Regions from separate parts of the Mus musculus genome. Here all the other regions are linked to region 3. Evidence: chromatin contacts called from public Hi-C data. All regions are on one chromosome and are shown on one strand. The core of a region is the stretch at or near the end of the contact, and the rest is flanking DNA. Distances in the headings are between cores, read along the strand shown. Region 1 has its middle 13 kb from the start of Gm33481. Region 2 overlaps Gm33439 (a long non-coding RNA gene). Region 3 has its middle 74 kb from the start of Gm33337.

Region 1 (3,252 bases), core at 686-3,185, 160 kb before region 3:
TGTTGTTTAAAACTATACGCATGTGAGCATTTTCTAAATGAAGCACAATGTCAAATATCGAGCCTGTGGTCAGTATTTGGTAGACTCTCTGTCCCCGATAGACCATCTAGCTTCTGAGCTTCTGGAGGAAATATTTAGGTCCCTAATATCAGAACCTGGCACACCATGGGCTGTCATTAGCGGTATGAACTGCAGCATGTGTCAGTCAATGCTGAGAGGGGAGCTACAGGATTTATCAATCTACCACAAAAGAACATCTCTTTGGTGTTATCTTCCCTACAGGGTGACTTATTTCATGATTATGGTTTGTGTGAGCTAAGGGTATTTGACCTTGATTATGGTTTGTGTGACCTTCAAAGAACCTGATCCAGTTTTATCTTAGTGTATCTTACTAAAATTTTAGGCTTTCCAGATAGGCAAACGCAGGTCTATTTTATATTCTGTTTTCATTATAATCACACCCGATGCTCCTTTTTAAAAAAAGACTTATTTGTTAATTTTATTTATATGAGTACACTATAGCTGTCTCAGACACATCAGAAAAGGGCATCAGATTCCATTACAGATGGTTGTGAGCCACCATGTGGTTGCTGGGAATTCAGGACCTCTGGAAGAGCAATCAGTGCTCTTAACTACTGACCCACCTCTCGGGCCCCAAACATGATACTCTTATTCAGGAAAGATAGAGGACTGGTTTTGTTGGTGTATCTTTAGGAGAGAAAAGAAAAATCAGTTTATCCCATGGGACCTCACACAAATGCTTTACCACTGAGCTATACATCCAGCCTTTAATTAATTATAAAGACTGTGTAATTAGTTTTCAATGACAATAAGGTTGGTTTATCTCAGAAGGAATTCATATGTCTGAGAGTGACGGGCATCCCTGCATGAAGAGATGGTGAGTAGCAACGAGGAGTAGAGAAGGTATATTAATTACTCTGTTGTTTCATGAAAGTTTCCAGAAAATTCGCCACTTAAGACATTCGTCTTTAGATGGTTTCTGAGGATCAAAGATGTGGGAGCAGCTTAGCAGAGTTGTTCCGGCTCAGGACTGCCTTTGAAATTGCAGTCAAGCTCTTGACTGGGCTCCTCAGCCATTTGAGGGTATTTAAGTTATAGATAGTGACTCCAGTCAGGCTAGATAGTCCTAAGGAAAGAATGACTGAGGCCACAGCAACTCACGCCTACTGTACAATGTTCCTCACACCCCCACTCCTCCCTTAGGAGGGAGGCTCATGTCAGGATATGAATACAGGAGCTAAGGATCCGCTGTGCTGTTTTAGAGCCAGCCGCCAGCTACACAACACCAGCAGATTCCAGAGTTCTACCTGAATCCTCACAGGAAGCGGTTTCTCGGTAGCAATCAGCAGATGTGAGAAACTTGATTTACCTTGCTTTTCAAGTCCAGTCAATGTGTCTTTACTAGAAACTGAACTGGGGGGCTGGGATGGCTGATAGTGACTGTCAACTTGACTGGACTAGACTTGCCTAGGAGAGCGCTTAGGCCATGTTAGTGAGCGAGTTTCTATATTCTGCTGACAGAGGTGGGAAAGACCCTAATTGCAGGAGGCACAATTTCTTGGGTTGGCATCCCGGATTGAAGGAGAAAGGGGAAAGCGAGTTGAGTAATAGAAATTCTTTCTGTTTCCTTCGGCCTCGTGCTTCTACTGCTCTGTCCTCTCTGCCCTAATGGACCACACTTGCAAACTACAACAACAACAACAGCAGCAACAACAAAGCAGAGAATTCCTTAATTCTGTCAGGTCCTTTGCCACAGCAATAAGAAAGGAAACACAGGCAGACGGCAGACATGCGAGCCTGTGAGGTAGGTTCCTAACTTTCATCCCTGTTAGCGCAAACGCCACTGTGTTAGGTCAACTCAGTTCCAAATGAAGCTTAGAGCAAATCCCGCATGAATTAGGGCATCAGGCTGGACTGCAAAGCTCCCTGGAGGAGCATGGGCTAAGTCATGGGCAAGTAGACGCAGCGATGATCTGAGGATGAGGGGCCACGGGAAAGAAGAGAACCCTGAGCGTGGCTGGGTAGGACAAGGAGCTGATTTAGAAGTGGGGTGTGTGGGAGGGGGTAGGGGAGACAGAGATGGGAGGTGCACGGGACTTAAGGGGGCTGGCTTCTATTCCAAGGGCAAAGCTCAAAGGGTTCCCTTCAATCAAGACTATGGACGGAGAGGAGTCAGAGCAAGTGCTTATGGCAGACAGACAATGCACATTGCGTCTGCAGCACCCCCCTCCACTCCTCGTCCCCCACAAATGACCAGGAGAAGTGAGTATCATGTTTTCGTTTTGTGAGTGTGCTTTAGACCTCAGGTGGTTTGCAGCCCAAGTTCACACATTTTCCACTGGCCACTCCAGCATCTGCCTTGTGACTCTTCGGCTTGCTCAGCTGGAAACTGTGAAAACCTTGCAGGACTCCCCGGTGACTCAGAGGGGAGGGGGGAAAGGACTCCGCGGAATCAGCTGGGCCACTTTGTGCAAACTTCCTCCTTTCTGTACACAATGCCACAAGGCAGACTTTGACCCTTGTAAAAGAACAGCAGGCCACACTCCCCACCCAGACCTGTCTAAAGACACACCCTGTGGAGACTAGACCCTGGTGTGCACTGTCTTGGAAATGCCTTGTAGAGGATGGGGGTGTGTGGGGCTCCCTTTACCCCCATTTCTAACAAAGCCAGCATTTGCTTTAACCTGCCTTTGGTGTGAAAGCAATTTCTCTTAGGGTGACAACAGAGGGAATCCACAGAAGAGATGACAGTCACGTTAACAAGAAGGTTCAAGGAGGGATCATGCTAACGTGTGCAAAGTGAAACTGGGGAGGCTTTTGCTATTTATGGAGTATAGTATGGAGGAGACTGGACAGCTGGGTCCGGATTCTGCCACACTGCTGGGGCGAGAAGTTGATTCAGACGCAAAGATTGGTAAATTGTCGCGCTTTCTTTGAGCTCATTGAGAAGCTGCGTCTGGAAATAGGAACCTCCCCCGACTCGCAACACCTCACCCTCATCATGTTTGTCTCAGATTGTCCTTCCAGGCCCCTTGTCTGGGGATGGAATGGCCTCCCAACTCTGTGACAAGAAGAAAAGAACAGCAAACCAGCACAACCGTAAAACCCGCTCTTGAGAGCAACCACCGGACTTTATCACGTATCACGTGATATGCAACTGTTTGCAGTGGGCAAGAGGTACCTCTGCCTCAGAGGCTCCGCCATAGACAGAAAGCTTGATCCGGAATGTCA
Region 2 (2,944 bases), core at 133-2,632, 140 kb before region 3:
CCTATTACGGAGAAAATTTGGGCAGGACTGACATTCCCCAGGGAAGCTCTTGTAATGAGACCGAGAAGGTCATGTGAGGATAGAAGATGGTTGGAGGGATAAGCCTGCAAATATGACTACAAACAAAACAACCACAGAGATTACAGGCCAAGCAGCCGAAGCCAGGACAGAAGCCTGGGAGAGATGGGTCCTGATGGCCTCAGAAAGGCACAGCTCTGCGGTCACCTTGCTTCCTGACCCCTAAGTGCCTAGGATTAGAGGAGAAACTCACCATTTTTTCAGGCCAGCTACTTCCTGGTATTAGATTGTCCCAAAGCCCCAAGGGAACCTCTTTCTCCCTAGCCCTCTGTCATCTGGTTTCCTGCTCATACTCAGTCCTGCTGTCTCTCTGTTGGAATAAATCACCCAATATCAACAAATTATCTGTGTTACCTGTCTAGTGGTCTTGATACGGTTGGTTCATTTTCTCAGCAACTAAAAATGAACACACACACACCACAACACCACTACACACACACATACACAAAACTAGAGGACCCAGAAGCCGAAATTCATTCCCCTACCCCCACCCCACCCCACCCCACCCGGGTGAGCTAGGGGTTTCAAGTGGACTAGGATGCAGCCTCCTCCCATCATTTCTGATTGGTCAGGTTAGACAAAGAAAAGTGGGCAGATTGGCTCACAGCCACGGTCCTGGCAGGTCAGTTGGAAAGCCCTCAGGTGGCGAGATGGACATCTGCTAGGTCCTTGTCCCGGCTGAAGGCAAAGGGAAAGAGTCCCATCTTGTTTATTTATGCTGTCTCCCACCTCTGCGTCTGTCTGCCTGTCAGGGTGCTGACTGATGCTATACTCTCCATCAAATAGCACCTGCCTTCTTCTTACTGTCTTTGGATCAAGAGAGCTTCGGAGCAAAGCCCTGTCTGGCCTCCTAAGTTAGCGCCTCACGTCCACCCATGTCGGCAACACTGAAAGACTCATGCTGCACACTCTGCTACCCGTAGCTATATTGCTCATTCTCTCCTCACTTCTTGTCTGTCCTTCCTCTGCCCTTGCTATATTGCCAAACCAAAAAGTACAGTTCAGGAACAGAAAGATTGACTTAAGCTCACTGATGTAAGCTATCCTGGGACGTAGTAAACACTCAATTAATGTTGATTGAATGGATAAGTACGTAATCAAGATAATCTTTAAGATGTGATTGAGATGGATAAGGTCCTCCTCAGAGTTCTGTGTGTTATGGGACACTTATGTATTTATCTCACTCCTTCACCCGTGGCTGCTGCGCTGCTGCCCTCTGATTTATACCAACACAGATCTGGAGACGGCCCGCCCCTTCCTTTGTTCTTCCTCTAACAGCCACTCACTGATGCTGTAACATATTTTTCTGGAGCAGTGCAGAGGCTGCGTGCCACAGAAAGACAGAAGAGCCAAGAGTGGGTGGATGACAGACGCCCGTGGCTGGGCTGAAATTCTCTGGTCTCCACTCTCCTGGAATTTCTTCTGTGGACACCTATTTGCTGCAAGCTCTGCTCTCTTCTCTCCCTTCCTATTCCTTTTCCTCTTTTCCTGTCTCTGCTTCCCTCAGGCTGCGCATATTGCTCCTTGTGCCCGGCGCACAAGTTTATCATTCCCATCGTTAGCTCACTTTGTTCCATGCCTGCTTCCCAAACCCAGCCCAAACAGCCTGCAAATTAGCTTCCTACACAGTTTCGTCTCTTAGTATAACTCTGGTACCAGCTGGTAAAATTATTTATAATTTTATCACACTTCAGAGAATTATCTCCTTTAATTGCCACAATAACCAGCTAGTGGAATAAATTCCATTGTTGCCACCATCACGCGTAAGAAAAATGAAAGCGGCTGGATGCCGGAAGCAACCTTCCCAAGGACAGACACCAAGGGCAACATTAAAATTTGACAAAAACCCGAACCTGTAACACGGAAAAAAAAGTATGTTAAATACACATGTAAAATGTAATATGTTTGTAATACTTACATATTTTAATAAACTGCCAAAATTATACACAATGGGTCTCAAGATATAAGCGGTTTCTCTCAATTATTGCTATCTTTTTGTTCCTATAGACAACTAAGTAAGACTGTTGCAGATGTACAGCTCAGTTGTATTCTGATGTCAACACTAGGGGAGCTAGGTGGCCTTAAAGGATAGACTCTGGAATTAGGCATATTTGGGCTCCAATATACATCCAGATCTGGTCCAGCTTTAGCAGGTAGAGGTGGACAAGCCTTGTGTGATGGTTGGTGTGAGCTGTCAAATTGGCGGAACATGGGGTTGTGGAGGAGATGGGCCTCTAGCTATGCTTGTGGGAGACGTTCTCGATTACCTTAGTTGATGCAGGAAGAAGCATCATAATTGTGGGCAGGGCCTTCCCTTAAGCAGGGGACTCTACACTGTCTCCGATGGGGAGAGTGAGCTGAGCACACGTGTCCTCTCTGTTTCCAGGTTGTAAATGTGTGTGACCAGGTACTTCAGGCTCCTATGGCCTCAACTTCCTGTCCACGACCATCCGTGCCTGACCACAAGCCACAATAAGACTTTTGTCCCATAAGCTGCTTTTGCCATAATATTTTACAACAGCTCAAGACAAAAAAGACACTTCTTAACCCTAAGCCTTAGTTTATGCATCTGCAGAATGGGGAATTGCCGAGTGGATTAAATAACGAGGAATGTGCAAGGATTTGTGAAATATTCACTGATCGTTGAGAAGTGACACTCTGCATGTTACCTGGACAACACTAGTGAAAATCTCTGACATCAGTTCTAAGCATTTTCCTCAGTGTTGTGGACAACTTGGATTTTAGAGAATCAAAGGAAAATCAAATTTGGAAGTTTTTATTTTGTAGATTTGAGTAAAAGATTTAACTCTTGATGTTCTCCCAGAGGCATCAAGAGTTCCTCACATGAGTAGCAACGCTCCCGTGT
Region 3 (3,070 bases), core at 324-2,823:
CATTTCCATCAGAACTGGGGACATCTCTCATTTCCACCAGGACTGGGGACACATCTCTCATTTCCACCAGGGCTGGGGACATTCTCATTTCCATCAGAACTGGGGACATCTCTCATTTCCACCAGGGCTGGGGACACAGCTCTCATTTCCACCAGGGCTAGGGACACATCTCTCATTTCCACCAGGGCTTGGGACTTGTCTCAGTGGGTGTGAGGATTGGAAACTATCCCCAGAGAAAGGAGAAAACATGTGAGCTGCAATATGGATTACAGTGCAGTAGAAAGTTCTGTAGGGTGCCATGAAAGAAGGCTGGAAGTAACTGAACAAGGTACTGACACACAGAATTGATTTTCAGAGTTGTGACAAGGTGCAGGGCAGGGGGCGGGGTGTGTGTGTGTGCAGTGCAGGGGGTAGCTAGGACAGTGCAGGGTGCCAAAGAGATACTCATAGTTTGTCCCTTCTTTGAGCATGTGTAATGTCACTGCTCTCCAGAATGTGGACTCTCTCCTTGTGATTCCACTAAGAATATTCCACGGCACTGCAATCACAAAGCTCCCAAGATCCACCTCTGCTTTGAATGCAAGCTCTGTAAAGGCTCTCTATCACTCACTGTGCACACGTTTGTGTGTGTCTGTGTGTGTGTATGTGCACGTGTGTGTGTGTATGTGCACGTGTGTGTGTGTATGTGCATGTGTGTGTATGTGTCTGTATGTGTATGTGTGTGTCTGTCTGTGTGTGTATGTGTGTATATATGAGTATGTGTGTGTATGTGTGTATGTATATGTGTGTGTATATATGTATGTGTGTATGTATGTATATGTCTGTGCATGTGTGTATGTGTATGTACATATATGTGTGTATATGTGTGTATTTGTGTGTATGTGTCTGTATCTGTGTGTGTATATGTGTATATGTGTGTGTATGTATGTGTGTGTGTATTACGTGTGTATGTGTATGCATGTATATGTGTGTATGTGTGTGTATATGCATGTATGCATATGTGTGTATATGTGTGTGTGTGTGCATGTGTGTGTATGTGTGTATATGTGTGTATGCCTATGTGTGTATGTGTGTGTATGTGTGTGTGTGTGTGTGTGTGTGTGTGTGTGTGTGCGCGCATGCATCGTGTCATCTTTCTCTGAGGATCTGATTTGATTCTCAGCTAGTACCTTTTCCACTGCACTGCTTCACAAAGCTCAGGGGCTCCAGTCTGCTATGTGTGCCCAGGCTCTGTAAAGGCAGGGAACATCTCTGAGACCTTTGCATTTCTGTGGTCTGTGCCCAGGCAGGGTTCCCTGCTTCTGATCCCCTGAAGACTGAAGGAAGAGCTACCTGGATCCTATCCCTGCTACTTTAACAAGCCTACTTGGCCACCAGAAGGGAGTGGACACATTGCATGCTATCACCATTTAATCTTAGCATGAAAATTCAATTACCTAGTCTCAAGATTCAATTTGGGAGGGGGACAAAACACCCCAAAGACACAAGGTGACCTGTCTGGGTGGTATGACCTAGCCCACAAGCCAGATAATGATGCCCTTCTGTCAGCTGGGCCCCAGGAGCTGCAGCCCGGAGGGAGAGGAGCCCAGCCCTGACAGATGGCAGCAGAGGCTGGGCTGATTATGAAGCTCATCCAGCCCGAGCCTTTATTTCATCCCCAGCACCAAGGTCCCTTCTGAACACAGGCTGTTTACTTAAAAGACACACACGCCTGCTTCTGTTCATCTGATTCACAGTATCAAAATGAACGTGGACAGCCGTCAGATGGTTTTTTCTCTTTTTCTACTAACGATTCAATTCTGCCTCTTGTTAAGGAAATTCATAATCCATTTTGCCCCATAATTATTTTGTGTAAGTGGGAAATCAAATCGGAAGTGGCGGGAGAGAGAGAATGCCAGGAAAAGAAATTCAAATCGGAGTGGCTTCTTGGCTAACGCTATTTCTCTGCGAGAGTAATTCAGACTTTTGTATAGACCCACTTGGAAAAAAAAAAAAAGAGGCAGCAACCAAATTGGGCAAGCGGGTGGTTTCCAGAAAAGAAAACAGATGCAACTCAGAAGCTTGGTTCTTGGTTTTGCTTTTCTGTGGGAGAAACCTCAGCTCCCCCTCTAGCAGAAATAAATAAGTGGCTTCAGGATTTGTCCCCAAAGTGAACTTCACACCCGTGCTATATGTAAACACTTCAGACCAGAGGGGGTGAATGCCCAGTGGCACGTGAACAAAGAAGTCCCCAGGAAGAAAAGCAACATCGGAAAATGATCCCAACCTCTGCCACTCAAAACACCAGGGAGGAAAAATGTCACCCCAGGCAGCAGCTGTGAATGACAGCATGCCCCAGATCTCACTCAGGGTCCCTTCTGGCCAGGTCTTATGCTGTTTGGAAAAGTGACAGGGGTTATATTTTTGTCACCCAGCTGTTGCTTTTTGTCTTAGTAGGCAAGAAGCTGTGATGGCTTCTTGGCGACCCAAGGTTGACTTATTTAGAACTGTGTGCAGTGGCTGATGGAGGAAGGGCTCCAAGCAGGTGCTCTCAGCAGACGCGCATTCTGGAAAAAGCAAGGGCGTGGGCCAAGGTACCAAGTGAAATGCCATCTCATTAGTCAAGGCAAGGCCCTGCCTGCTGGCTGCCTGTCTTGAGAGACTTGTATGGTGGCTTCCCCCACCCCTTTTTTGGCATAGCCTAGGATAACAGCTTTCCCACATTTGAAGGTTGCAGAGGGGGAGGGGAGGGTGACTAGAAGGAAAGCAATTTTTTTCTTTGTTATTCTCCAGTTGGTGGATTATACCTGGCCATAAAAGCAACGTGGTTTAGAGTAGAGGGTCCTGTTATGTCTGTAATCCTAGCACTCAAAAGGCTGAGGCAGGAGGATCCCTGGGAGTTTGAAATCAGCGTGAGCTACATAGTAAGTTGCAGGCCATACTGGGCTATCACTCAAAAGCAAACACACACACACACACACACACACACACACACACACACACGCACGAAGAGGGAAACAGAGGTGGAGATAAAGATGAAGGTGAAGCCGGAGGGGGAAGAAAGGGGGAAGGGGAGAGGGAAAGAAGAGGA

The links. Hi-C and Micro-C count contacts between places; a contact is called where the count stands out from the background.
Region 1: a contact with region 3 is called in a Hi-C map of rod photoreceptor, with 2.4 times the contacts expected there. The contact joins two enhancer-like sites. A contact is called at or near these places in 2 of 484 Hi-C or Micro-C datasets (embryonic fibroblasts and rod photoreceptor), 2 of 115 datasets of contacts at active chromatin or transcription factors (bone marrow-derived macrophages and memory CD8 T cells) and 1 of 9 other capture datasets (embryonic stem cells).
Region 2: a contact with region 3 is called in a Hi-C map of cerebral cortex, with 2.3 times the contacts expected there. The contact joins two enhancer-like sites. A contact is called at or near these places in 1 of 484 Hi-C or Micro-C datasets (cerebral cortex), 1 of 115 datasets of contacts at active chromatin or transcription factors (memory CD8 T cells) and 1 of 9 other capture datasets (embryonic stem cells).

Annotation. Positions count from the first base shown.
Region 1 is chr10:118,803,999-118,807,250 of GRCm38.p6, reverse strand. No RefSeq gene overlaps it. Among named protein-coding and RNA genes, the nearest start is that of Gm33481, 13 kb to the right of the region's middle. Within about 2 kb of position 1,935, at least 94 of the 459 cell types and tissues checked have an H3K27ac peak or open chromatin away from gene starts, as enhancers often do. A contact at or near this core is called in rod photoreceptor, where this site is marked.
Region 2 is chr10:118,780,564-118,783,507 of GRCm38.p6, reverse strand. The region is part of intron 1 of Gm33439 (a long non-coding RNA gene); the gene reads right to left. Among named protein-coding and RNA genes, the nearest start is that of Gm33481, 10 kb to the left of the region's middle. Within about 2 kb of position 1,382, at least 36 of the 459 cell types and tissues checked have an H3K27ac peak or open chromatin away from gene starts, as enhancers often do. A contact at or near this core is called in cerebral cortex, where this site is marked.
Region 3 is chr10:118,639,769-118,642,838 of GRCm38.p6, reverse strand. No RefSeq gene overlaps it. Among named protein-coding and RNA genes, the nearest start is that of Gm33337, 74 kb to the left of the region's middle. Within about 2 kb of position 1,573, at least 42 of the 459 cell types and tissues checked have an H3K27ac peak or open chromatin away from gene starts, as enhancers often do. A contact at or near this core is called in cerebral cortex and rod photoreceptor, where this site is marked.